Linked DNA regions of Mus musculus: all the other regions are linked to region 3. The links are chromatin contacts, called in public Hi-C and HiChIP or PLAC-seq maps. All regions are on one chromosome and are shown on one strand. The core of a region is the stretch at or near the end of the contact, and the rest is flanking DNA. Distances in the headings are between cores, read along the strand shown. Region 1 overlaps Vwa8 (von Willebrand factor A domain containing 8). Region 2 holds the start of Dgkh (diacylglycerol kinase, eta). Region 3 overlaps Vwa8 (von Willebrand factor A domain containing 8). Region 4 overlaps Vwa8 (von Willebrand factor A domain containing 8).

Region 1 (3,042 bases), core at 543-3,042, 210 kb before region 3:
TGTCACTTACACCTGCTGGCGGGAAAATCCGTTTTTTGTTTTTGTTTTTGGTTTTTTTTTTTTCTGAGACATTGGGTATATCATTCACTCCAGGTCCTCAGGCCTCATGATGAGGAGTAGTTGACCAACATATAATAGAATCCACTCTGTGTGTGTGTGTGTGTGTGTGTGTGTGTGTGTGTGTGTGTGTGTAGACATGTACTTTTTACTTGGTTTACAGTTTGGTGAGTCTTTTCTGTTTGGGTAGTGTTTTATTTTGTTTTCCTGGACTGGAGGATTTTGTTGCTGCACTGGCTTTTGTTTGTCTTGAGAAAAAACTCAAGGGGGGAAAAGATCTAGAAGGACTTGGGGAGGGGAAAACATGATCAAAATAAATTTAAATTGAAAAATTGTTTTAAGCAGTAAACATAAGATAAAAAAGAAGATAGACTTGCATTAGCTTTTCCTCACTAAAAACAAACAAACAAATCTGCCAACCATTAGGTAGCCATTGGCGTTTGGGTGAGAGTGTTCCACACAGGCACATGCACAAGTGGTGGAACTGTTTGGGAAGGATTGGGAGGTGTGATGTCGTTGGAGGAAGTGTGCCACTGGGGCTGGGCTTTGAGGTTTAAAGAGCTTCCAGCCACCCCCAGTGTCACAGCTCCTGCTGTGGCTTAGATGTGAGTGGTCAGCTGTTCCTGCTCTCGGGGACCCTAACCCTCCAGAACCATGAGCCCAGTTGAACACTTTCTTTCGTAAGTTGCCCTGGTCGGGGTATTTTATCACAGCAACAGAAACGCACCTATCTATATACAATAAACTACATGTATTCATAGTCCCAGAGTGTCTTTCTTCTGTGCTTTTTTCTGGGCATCTCTTGCTGTCTCAACACCGAGTGTGTGCCTCCCGTGTGTACTGAGCACAGTCCTGACTGCTGCGCATGTGTGTTCTAGTCCCGTGCAGTGATGACTCAGGACAGTCCATCCATTTTAAAGTTCACGGTTAAGTGAGCACTCTTCAGACTCCAGCAGTGCCATATGGGGTCTGCTTTCTGAACTTCCTGCTGCTATTAGAAAGTGACATCTGAAGCTACTATCGGTCAACCTTTTCTCATGAGAACAGTCATTGACAGCTTTGCAGATTTGATTTTTTGAGGAAAATGGAGTATATTTAATAGAATTGTTTAGAAGAATAAAAATGTAATACAATAAAAAAATGAAGCAACATTGAGAATATAACTAGGTGAGTTTTGGCTTATAATAGCCCATGGTTTTAAAAATATAGACTAAAAGTAATAACTCTCGAGTCTAGGGACTCCAGTTGTAGTGATACTTGAATTTATTGTTATAGTTGTTCTAACTATAGGAAAAATGCATATTCTTCGTCAGAGTGTCAAATTAATGAACATAAGTTATACAAAGAGTTCAGTAAGCTCTCCCTGTGTTATCATTTGAAAATATAGCGGGGAATTCACTAACGAAAACTCAAACAAGTCTGTCTTCTAAGCTAATGCTGCTTGACAGCAGGAGGCAGCAAAGACAGCAAGGACAGCGCAGCTAATTGTCTGTGTGTCTGAGGACAGTCAGTCTGCTATACTCAGAAGAATCACGGAAAGATGAAGCAGATGGCTTGAAAGATTGTTTTCCAGGCCATCACTGCTGACCTAAATAAAGGAGCTTCCACTACCCAACAGAAGCCACACAAGGGACTGTGGAAATCTCCCAAGCAGAAGGCTGACTTCCCAAGTGCTGGCGTACAAAGGTGAGCATTCATTTCAATAATGTGTAGTATACCTGATCGCCACTAGATGGCGATGCGGGCACTTCACCAGAGTCGGAGGAAAGCTGCTGGCACCCAGAAGTAGGGCAATAGGAACTAGGTATCTTTCCCCGCTACTTCTGTAAGACAGATTTCCCAGGCTCCAAAACCAGGAGCAGAACCCTTCTGAGTGAAGAGTCCACTGATGACGCAGCTTGCAGGTTGACGAGGAAGGGAACTGTAGAGGACAAGCCTTACTTCTTATTACTGGCAACGACTCTTAGACTTGGCTGTACAGTCTACTTGTGAATCACAACAGAGTGGGCCTAAATAGAGCAACTAGTATTCTGCCTCATTATTTACCAAGGAATTTGACCAAAAGCCACAAACAGTGGTAGACTACTTTGAGAATTCACTGTGGCCACTTAGCCTGAGGATGCACACTCTCAAGTTGTTTTTCTACCTGATGGTCCAAGTGCGCACACTTCCTGTCCATCCCACAGATCGAGGGACAATGGAGTAAAAGCAGCATGCTGGCATGGGAGTTTCCCCATCAAAACACCACTTAGTTCCAATTTGTATTGCTTTATTACTAAGTGTGTCTTATGTCTGCTTGCTGAACTTTGAGCTGAGGACATGAAGCTATACATTTCTGAGAAACACTTGATTAGAGGAAGTTCATATAATAATATTTTGGTTGTCCTTGAGATAATTTTGCTCGTTTGCTTTGAGTCCCCATATCCAATGACAATGGCACTTTCTGTTCTAGTAACCATAGAGATGTGTAATGCCCTCAACAGCTTGTCTGAAAACCAGTCTTTGCTGAGGATGCCCCCCTGGGAGAATATCTGGCTCGTGGGCTCCATCTGCTTGTCCATGTCACTTCACTTCTTGATCCTCTACGTGGTACCTTTGCCACTCATTTTCCAGATCACACCGCTGAATCTGACCCAGTGGCTGATGGTGCTGAAAATCTCCTTGCCTGTGATCCTCATGGATGAGACGCTCAAGTTTGTGGCCCCAAACTACCTGGAACAACCCGGTAAAGAGTGTGTGCAGCCTGCCACCAAATCTTCCTGCTCCCTGTCTCAGTTCCCTTCCTTGTCAAGGCTAAGGGTGGGGAAGTCTGTGCTTTGTCCTGGGTCTCAGGACACAAGGCTGTGTGTGCAGTGCAGGAGTCTGCAGGCAGTGTGGGGAGCGTGGCCGTTGCCAGTGGCCTGAGCAGTTTTAGCCTCCACCTGCATCCTATCAATAGATTCCCTTCACCCGCTTGTTGTCAGGGTCAAAGGGAGACTTCAGGTG
Region 2 (2,813 bases), core at 312-2,811, 170 kb after region 3:
GTGATTAAGAGCACACACTGTCCTTGCCTTGCCGAGGACAGGGCGTTTGGTTTGGAGCACCCACACTGGGTGCCTCCTAACTCCAGCTCCAGGGATACTTACTGGATGCTTCTGGCCTCCATGAGAATTCGCACTCATATGCGCAAACCCACACACAGACACAGACACCTAAGTGAAAAAGAAAAGTCAAAAAAAAAAAAAGTAACAATATGCTTGAAAAAGAGAAGTTCGCTTCCGGTCTGGGATAGCTCAGTCGGCAGGTAGAATGCTCACCTAGATGGAATGAAGGGCTGGTTTTGAGTGAGCCCCAGTGTTCAGCTGTGATCCCAGGGCTGAGGTAAACGCAGCATGGTCAGACTGCTCACTCACCCCACTTAAACCTCATTCAAAGTAAATGAAGGACAGGCTATTTAGGCAGCAGGTTGGAGGCCACTGAACAAAGCATAGTCACTAACAAAGAAGACCCAACAGTCCAAGGGCCCATTTAAAGGAGAGATTCAGGAATGCAAATTTAGTCAGTCAAGTTATAGAAAGTGAGGGCTGGAAACCATCCAGTGGCTTAGCTCTCTCCACAATCCTTAGGTGACCTTTATGAGTGTAGCTTCAGCGGAATATTAGCCTCGGAAATTAGTATGACGTGGGAGCATGCTGGATCAAGTAGTGTTTTGATTTTTCGGTTTCAAAACGTGTGAATTCATCTGTCTACCAGACTAAGGGCCAGAAGATGGTGCTGGCAGGAGTCTGAAGTCCACGAGAGAGGAAATGACCCATGCAAATGCAGTCACTGCTCGGTTTGCAACTAGATGGAAACCATCTTCACTGCCAGTAAAGATGATTTCAGGAAAGATGATTTAAAAAATTGCTTGTTGCAATTTTCATTTTCTTTTTCCCGGAGAGCAGCAGGAGAGACAGTTGACATTTGAGCTCTCTCTCGGAACTGCCCCTGTCCCTAATTTGAGCAGAGCGCTCACAGCGGACCACAGACCGGCTCCTTAGCTGGTTTTCTTTCCACGAAATCTTTCAGCCATAGAAAATGAACAAAAGCAGGGCTCCCCAGACAGCCCAGCCAGACATCTCAGCTGCCGGAATAGGTGCTTGGGAGTGGCTCAGGGGTGCGAAGCGCAGCCTCGCTCTGTTGAAGCCAGGTACTGTCCTGGGCAATTGGCTCCAGGTTTAGCTCCCGAGGCGGCCGTCGGGGGCTACAGGCACCCGTGGCGAGGGATGCCAAGGGGAAAGGGTGCCAGGTTCCGCTCGTCCGGCGCAAGCTACTCATCCCCGACATCCCCCGATTCTTCTGGCGATCCGGGCCCCGCGGCGCGGTTGCCTCTTTTAGCCGCACCACTGCCCGGTGCCCGTGACCACCCGGTGGCTGCTTTCGGTTCCGCGCCTTATATGGCCTGGCAGGGGGGTCACGTGCGTCCCGGGCCGCCCGCCGGGAGGGGCCGCTGGGGGAGGGGCGGACGGCGGGAGAAAAGGGGAGGGAGTCGGAGGCGGAGACAGGAGAGAGAGAGGGGCGGATTCTGCGGCCGTGGGAGGCGGCGGCGGCTTGAGGAGCCGAGCGCTCGCCGCCGCGCCGTGGAGCGGGACTCAGGCGGCTGCGGAGGCGGTGGCGGAGGAAGGGACCGGCGCGGGGGCGGGCGAGCGCGGCGGAAGCCAGAGAACGCGGGAGGGCCCGTGGCTGGCCCCGGGCAGGAGCCAGGGCGGCAGCGACAGCGATCCCAGCGAGGGAGGCGCAGGCAGCGGCGGCGGCAGCGACAGCGATCCCAGCGAGGGAGGCGCAGGCAGCGGCGGCGGCAGCGGCGGCGGCAGCGGCAGCGGCAGCGGGGGCCGGTGTCCGTGCGCCCCGGCGGCCAGCGGGCGCGGGCCGGCGCGATGGAGCCTCAGCACGTGCGCCCCGTGCTTGGAGCCCAGAGCCCGGCCTGGGAGGAACCGGTGGGTACCGCGCCCGCGCCCACCCCTCCCGCTTGTCCTTGCTCCCTGCCTCCCCCTCCCGGCCCATGTTCCGTTCAGGAAGCGGTCCGGGATGAGGTCCCCAGCTGCTTCCCAGCCGGGGCAGCGCTTCCTCCGGCGCCCGGGCTCCTCCTTGCTCGCCGCCCGAAGCGCCTTTGTCCGGTCGGCCTCTGGCGACGGTCCTTAGAGGACCGTTTCCGCGCTTCATCCTTTTCCCAACTTTGCACTTCATTCCCGAGTGTGGCGCGGCGGCCCGGGGAGTGGAGGCGACGGGGTTGCGCGGTCAGCGGGTGGCGCCGGGAGGAGACGGGGCTCACCTCTTGACCGCGCCCTGGCAGTCACCTGGGCACGCAGGTTCCCAAGGACCGCCGCCTGTGGAGGCTGGTGGCTGCCAGAAGCCCAGAGCCACGCCTCCGACTCGAGTGGCCGCGGCTGCCCTGAACAGTTCCGAGGGTCAGGGGACCTGGACCGGGATCCAGCCACCGGCTAACTTCGCTTTCGCCTGGATCTCACAGCACACGCCACGCGTAGATTGAGTCACTTTAGGGGCTCAGAGTGTTGCGTGTGAGAAGAGTCGAGGTCTTTGGATTTATTCCCTAAACTCCTTTAACTTATTTCTTGCACCTCAAACTGAGCCGTCTGTTATCCATCCATCCCTTCAGGGATTCCTCCCAGGAATCCCCGTCCTGCGTAGACCCTTGTAATCTTGAGTGGGCAATGAATTTTGGCTCTGCATACCCTATCTACGTATTTCTTAGTCCTTTTTGATTGACGTTGTGAACCGTCTCAAAAGCCTGGTCCAAAATTTCTGGCTTCATCCTTGCTGCGGTGCTGTTCTGATGATGTTTTCCCAGGGACTTCCT
Region 3 (2,991 bases), core at 308-2,807:
TCTAAATGATGACACCACTAGGGAGGCCTGTTACTAGTGACTAAGTTCTTCCACAGTCCTGTGCTTATGTACGGTAGACACTGGACTGGGGGGTTCTCATAACTCCCTCATCCCAAGCAGCTTTTGAATCTAGTGTCTGACTGGTAATATACGACACATCTTCTTGAAGACCATGTCTCCATACTTTTATCTTTCCCCCAATAACAGTAGTTACGATGGGGCTTGATGTGTACCCCCAACACCTGAGAAATGAAGCAGGAGGGTGATAAGAGCTAAAAGGTAGGCTGGCCTTCTTAGTTAATTCCATGCCAGTTAGTTCTGGCCAGTGTGCTCAAGAATCACTAGAGAGCCCAAGAGTGGATGAAGGGGTTGCTGAGACTGCCAGCTGCCTCTAAAGCCATTGATCAACACACGTGCATCATGCTGACGTGGAGCTACTCCCAGAAGCACTCACAGGGACGTATGCAATTCCCAGTGCCCTGTTTTCTACGGTATGTCAAAATGCACTAAGTAGTAATGGTGCAATTCATTGCTTACCTATCATGTGGCAAAGAAATACACAAGTAATTTTTCTGCACTCTCTCATTTAGATCTCACAACAGGCCCAAAGGGCAGCAGGCAGCATTGTGTAAGGGGAGACGTGAGATCCCAAATCTGGTATTTATTACCTATGTGATCTTAATCAAATCATTTACGCTCCCTTTAATATCACTACCTATTTAATAGATATAATTGTCTTTACCGAGTACTGAGAATTGAAATAAGCACACAGATTGACAATTTATAAAGTAATAGCTATGCAAGTTCTTGCTCCCATTCTGCAAAGAGACGTCATAATTGAAAAGTAGCAGCATTTGCAGAACGGTGGTTAAGTCAAAGCCAACTCAGACTTCTGTTGTTCAAGTCCAAAGCTTGCTGCACAGTAATCATGTCTCACACACTCCACCAGAAGCCTTTCTGACACGTCTGTCTGTCTGTCTGTCTGTATGTATGTATGTATGTATGTATGTATTTGTGTGTGTGTGTGTGAGAGAGAGAGAGAGAGAGAGGAGAGAGAGAGAGGAGAAAGAGAGGTATCAGAGGAGAGCTTGCTTGAGTAGATCTCTTCTTCCACTATGTGGTTCAGGAGAACTAAACTCAGACTGGCACTCTGCAGTGAGCGCGTTTACCCACTGAACCATCCCACCAGCTCCCTCCAGGAGCTTTTTGACACCGTCAGGCTCAAGACTCTCCTTACCACAGGACTACATCAAATGTAGCATTTACATCAAACGGTGTTCTGGATATTAATCCTGTTTCTGTTATATTTTATAACATTAATGATATATTTCATCCTTTATTAGAATTTAATAGTCACTGCTATTTCTATACATTATATTTTTATAAAATTCCTACTTGTCTTCCTCATATTTTTAGTGCAGCACATTCTTCATGGCACTTCCCCTCTTAATTGGTTGGGAAGCTGCCTTACCCTGCAGAAAGCAAGCACTGTGCAGTGCTGTGTGATGCCTGTGGTGTCGTTCACATTAATGCTTCAGAGCAGCAGTATTTTTAGGACAGCCTCAAGGAAACATGAGTCATACTTAAAAGCATGCCAGAAATAGAAGCAAGATTTAAGGCTGCACATTACGAACATCTGCAAAGTAAACTGCCAAACTGCCATGCACAGTGTAACATAAGCAGGCCTGTGCATGGGAGAAAGCCCTAGCTTTGACTCCAGGTACAAGATGCCACTATCCTCCAGGAGTCCACCAAGAAAAACCCAGTGTTAAAGCTCTATTGTGGGACTTCATCTACAGTCCAGGCTACCCTCTGCCTGGGAAGATAAAACATCTGGGTCATGGTAAATTACATTTCTAACTAAAGTCTTAGCCAAGATTTTTCTTTTAAAAACTTAACTACTTGTGTTGTCATATTTAAGAGCTCTAAATTAATTTTATTGGGGTGCTCTAAATTATAATTTTTCTCCCCATGTAGATGCCAATTTATCATCTATGTAAAGACTTAAAATTAAAATTAAGCATAGTTCAACTACCCCCATAATAAACCCTTAGAAAGCGTTGATTGTTTGGCTTTGGCATTCTAAGAAACAATGTAATGTAGTGAAAGAGAAAGCATCTGGAGCCAGCAAACCAAGTGTGGCTCTTCATCCTGTCCTTAGCTTCCTGGGCAGGACACTTCAACCATTCTGGGTCTCATTTTCCAAAGAAAGCTAGTCTTTGACAGATATGACCACCGTGAGCACTACAGCTCCCAAAATATCTTGTTCAGTCCAAGTCAGTGAAAACCCAGTGTGCAAAAGTCTGTCCTCACCTGCAGAGCCCTCTCCTTGCTGTGTGCCTGGGCAGCAGGTACACAGTGTGCACTGGCGGACACAGATGGTTGGGGCTGAGGGTCCACTCGGAAGGAGTCCCAGAACTTACTGCAGCCATGTGTTAAGTATTTTCCAGTGACATAGCACTTTATTCACCATAATCACCCCCATAAAAATTATGCAGAGGGTTTGAAGAGATAGCTCAGTGGTTACCGCTACTATTGCTCTTGCAGAGGACCAGGATTCAATCCCAGCACCCACATGGTGTCTAACAACCATCTGCAACTATAATTCTAGGAGCTCTAACTTTTATGATCTTCACGGGCACCAGGCATGCATATACTACACATATATACATACAAGCAAAACACTCATTCACATTATTAGAAAAATTACTCAGAAAGACCTAAACCCAGGCCTACCAGGAGTCAGATCATCCTCCAATATATTCAGAGATTATAAAGGAAGTGCCACGAGACTCCTCACTGCAACTGTCCCCTCTACCTGCATGTGTCAATCTGTTCATGGAGGTGGGGATACAAAACAAGGCATTCAAAGCCCAAGTAAGTCCTCGCTATTTACAACATAGGATATGGGGCTAAATGAGTAAAATAAATTCAGGCACACAGCCCTACTTAGTGAGGACCTATTATATGCTGAGCACTGAGAACAGGAAG
Region 4 (3,213 bases), core at 534-3,033, 180 kb before region 3:
ACAGGCTCACCATCTCTCTCTCTCTTTTAATTTCTATTTTTTTTCAAAGATTTATTTATTTATTATATGTAAGTACACTGTAGCTGTCTTCAGACACCCCAGAAGAGGGCATTAGAGCTCACTATGGATGGCTGTGAGCCATCATATGGTTGCTGGGATTTGAACTCACCACCTTCAGAAAAGCAGTCGGCGCTCTTAACCGCTGAGCCATCTCTCCAGCCCAGACTTGACATCTCTTACATGAGCACCTTGAGATACAAGCTGCTCTTGTCTGATGACTGCTGTAAGCATTGGCTGTCATGAGTTATTAATTTTACCGCAATCACATTTCCTTAATGTCAAATTAGATAAAAAGGAAGACTGTGAGATGGAGTGAAATTTGGTCCAATGCAAGAAAGTCTGGATCGCATACGTGTACAAGCCATACCTAAAAGATTTACACAAGTGTGCCCAAAATATCAGTTCTAAAATAAATAGATACGCACGAGAAAAGTACATCAAGTGATATGCTAAATTTAAATAACTAAAGTAACATCAATGAGGAACACAGCCACCAGGCTGCGCATGGTGGGGCAAGCCATTGGGAGGCAGTGGCAGGTGGATTGCTAGGAGTTTGAAGCCAGTCTGGTCCACATAGCAAATAACAGGACAGCCTTGGCAACACAGTGAGACCCTGTCTGAAAAAAAGGAAAAGGATGAGGGAGAGGAAGAGGAGGAAGAAGGAAGCTTATTATTATTTCGTTTCTGAGATAGGGTCTTTTTTTTTCCCAATTTTTTATTAGGTATTTTCTTCATTTACATTTCAAATGCTATCCCGAAAGTCCCCCATACTCTCCCCCACACACACACTCCCCTACCCACCCACTCCCACTTCTTGGCCCTGGTGTTCCCCTGTACTGAGGCATATAAAGTTTGCAAGACCAAGGGGCTTCTCTTTCCAATGATGGCCGACTAGGTCATCTTCTGCTACATATGCAGCTAGAGACACGAGCTCTGGGGGTACTGGTTAGTTCATATTGTTGTTCCACCTATTGGGTTACAGACCCCTATAGCTCCTTGGGTACTTCCTCTAGCTCCTCCATTGGGGGTCCTGTGTTCCATCCAATAGCTGACTGTGAGCATCCACTTCTGTGTTTGCCAGGCCCCGGCATAGTCTCACAAGAGAGAGCTATATCTGGGTCCTTTCAGCAAAATCTTGCTGGCGTATGCAATGGTGTCTGCTTTTGGAGGCTGATTATGGGTCTCACTATGTAGCTCTGACTGTTCTGCAACTCACTATGTGGACTAAGCTGGCCTTGAATTCACAGAGAGCCACCTCTGTCTTCTGAATGCTGGGATTAAAGATGTGTGCCACCATATCTGGCCTGTTATTTAAGAGCTGATATGAACTATGCTGTAGCAATTCCAAGTATCAGTCAGGATAGTAGAATTTGTCCCTTATGGGCCTTTTAAATGCACCCATTATGAACAAAAATAAGTTCAATTTAACATGTTACGAGCACTTTTGTGCATATGAGAGGGACACAGGAGGAGCAGTGGCAGAAATACACACCGCATGATTTTTAATTGTTCTCAACTTTAAGTACTTTCGGGTCGCTGGCTCAAACACATAGATATGTAATTTACTCCACCTCCCTCCCAAGAAAGTGCTGTTTTCTCTAAAAAATGAAGAATAGGTTTAAGAAAAAGAGAAGGATAAAAACAAAGGGGGAAAAGTTTGCAGATGTGCTTCACCCTGAGAGGAAAGGGTTACATTTTATCAGGAGAAGCAAATGAGTCATTTTCAAGGCCAACTGCGACTGCCTGCTGGAGCAACCTGAAGCACTGTGCTCAGAACAGAGGAGCGAGAGCAAGTTTAAAAATCCTGGCAGGTAATTTGCTCCCGACAGGTGTGCGTTAACAGGGTCACCGCCCATCACAAGCACCAAAGTCTGACCTTCATCTACTGACTCAGACTTTCTCTCTCTTGACCCGTGAACGCAACATCTCCTGAGAAGAGCACCTGTCCTTTACCACCAACAAACAATAACACAGTCAGTCTCAAACGTTTATTCAAGGTGGCTGACGTGAGGTGAGGACTAAATGACAACCATAGAACTTACAGCAACAAAAGCAAGATCCAGACTTACTCACCTCAGTGACTGCATCTCAGTCAGGTTAGCAGCTGCCCTGGCCTTCTACCAGTTTGTACTTACCTTTTTAGTAACCGACAGCACCTGCAGAACATCTGTACAAAGGTACCCAGGGTCCAAGGCACAAATGAGCCAACGGTGGCAGCAGCCCCCAAGTGCAGAAACCAACCATTCCCACCCTTTACCTGCATCCCTGATAATGATGGGAGGTGGCAAACTGGAACCCCAGCCTCCCTCCTCAAATCCAATGTTTCTCCTTCCTCTTCTTTCTTTCTGATTTCAGCACATGCCTGGGTATATTTAACTTTGTGCTATGACTGTAATGAGAAACAGACATCTACAAACCAACCCAGCAATGCTTATGTGGGGTCCACAATCGCATTTTGTGGGGCTGTTAAGAGGACATTAGTTCTAAATTATATATAATTGCTATCTGGATCCACCAAGTCACCAACCGTGTCTCTCACAGAGTTCTTGATGCCTCAGGATTACTGTAATCCCTCTGATTTTAAATCAGTGCAGGGGGGAAAAGACCAAAGGAATCAATGGACATACCATGTGATACAGCGATGTCACAGATTAAATTGACTTCATCCAATGGAAACTTCCAGGACGTACACTCTTCAGTAAAGCTTAGGAATCTCGCTTCATGTTTTTCTATTGGGTACTTTTCCATGTTCACAAGTACTGGGCCCTATAACAAAGCCACGGTCTTAGTGAAGGCATTGGGTAGTCGCTAAAACAGCTGTTCCAGAATACAATATTTCATGATCTAATATCTTGACATACTCGACTTTATCGTTTGGCATGGCACCTAAAACTATAGTAATACCATATGCTTACCTTCATGAGTGCTTTCTCATGCTGGGGCTCATTACATTTCTCTTTCATTTACTTTAATGAAGTATGCCGTGTCTAAAGCACTATAAGATTTCTTATGACTACATTTCTTCCTAAACCAAGAACCCATTTTGCCCTCCAAATAGAAAAAGACCCAGAGTTGCTCAAGCCAGCAAAATAACATAAGTTAACGAATCCAGGACTAGTATATTTCCATTGTGAAGAAAGAGTGTGAAAACAT

What was found. A called contact is a pair of places that touch in the nucleus more often than the background predicts. HiChIP or PLAC-seq counts read pairs in DNA pulled down with a chosen protein or histone mark.
Region 1: an H3K27ac HiChIP or PLAC-seq map of neural progenitor cells shows a contact between it and region 3, with 5 times the contacts expected there. The contact joins two enhancer-like sites. A contact is called at or near these places in 4 of 484 Hi-C or Micro-C datasets (Th1 cells, bone marrow-derived macrophages, cerebral cortex and 1 more), 3 of 115 datasets of contacts at active chromatin or transcription factors (embryonic stem cells, large pre-B cells and neural progenitor cells) and 1 of 9 other capture datasets (embryonic stem cells).
Region 2: an H3K4me3 HiChIP or PLAC-seq map of bone marrow-derived macrophages shows a contact between it and region 3, with 4 times the contacts expected there. The contact joins the promoter of Dgkh here to the enhancer-like site in region 3. A contact is called at or near these places in 10 of 484 Hi-C or Micro-C datasets (CD4 T cells, CD8 T cells, the N1E-115 cell line and 6 more), 5 of 115 datasets of contacts at active chromatin or transcription factors (bone marrow-derived macrophages, embryonic hindbrain, large pre-B cells and 1 more) and 3 of 9 other capture datasets (adipose tissue, liver and pancreatic islet).
Region 4: a contact with region 3 is called in a Hi-C map of uterus, with 4 times the contacts expected there. The contact joins two enhancer-like sites. A contact is called at or near these places in 2 of 484 Hi-C or Micro-C datasets (bone marrow-derived macrophages and uterus) and 1 of 9 other capture datasets (embryonic stem cells).

Annotation. Positions count from the first base shown.
Region 1 is chr14:79,105,826-79,108,867 of GRCm38.p6, reverse strand. The region is part of intron 37 of Vwa8 (von Willebrand factor A domain containing 8); the gene reads right to left. It overlaps Gm30970 (a long non-coding RNA gene), which reads left to right. Exons shown (of 2, transcript XR_383637.4): 2 at 1,631-3,042. Among named protein-coding and RNA genes, the nearest start is that of Gm30970, 28 kb to the left of the region's middle. Within about 2 kb of position 1,792, at least 33 of the 459 cell types and tissues checked have an H3K27ac peak or open chromatin away from gene starts, as enhancers often do. A contact at or near this core is called in neural progenitor cells, where this site is marked.
Region 2 is chr14:78,731,477-78,734,289 of GRCm38.p6, reverse strand. Dgkh (diacylglycerol kinase, eta) reads left to right here and starts at 1,561. Exons shown (of 30, transcript NM_001081336.2): 1 at 1,561-1,932. The coding sequence starts at 1,873.
Region 3 is chr14:78,899,602-78,902,592 of GRCm38.p6, reverse strand. All of the region lies in intron 2 of Vwa8 (von Willebrand factor A domain containing 8), which reads right to left. Among named protein-coding and RNA genes, the nearest start is that of Vwa8, 52 kb to the right of the region's middle. Within about 2 kb of position 1,557, at least 144 of the 459 cell types and tissues checked have an H3K27ac peak or open chromatin away from gene starts, as enhancers often do. A contact at or near this core is called in CD8 T cells, Sertoli cells, bone marrow-derived macrophages and 3 more, where this site is marked.
Region 4 is chr14:79,082,386-79,085,598 of GRCm38.p6, reverse strand. Vwa8 (von Willebrand factor A domain containing 8) reads right to left here. Exons shown (of 45, transcript NM_027906.1): 28 at 2,688-2,826. Among named protein-coding and RNA genes, the nearest start is that of Gm30970, 51 kb to the left of the region's middle. Within about 2 kb of position 1,783, at least 4 of the 459 cell types and tissues checked have an H3K27ac peak or open chromatin away from gene starts, as enhancers often do. A contact at or near this core is called in uterus, where this site is marked.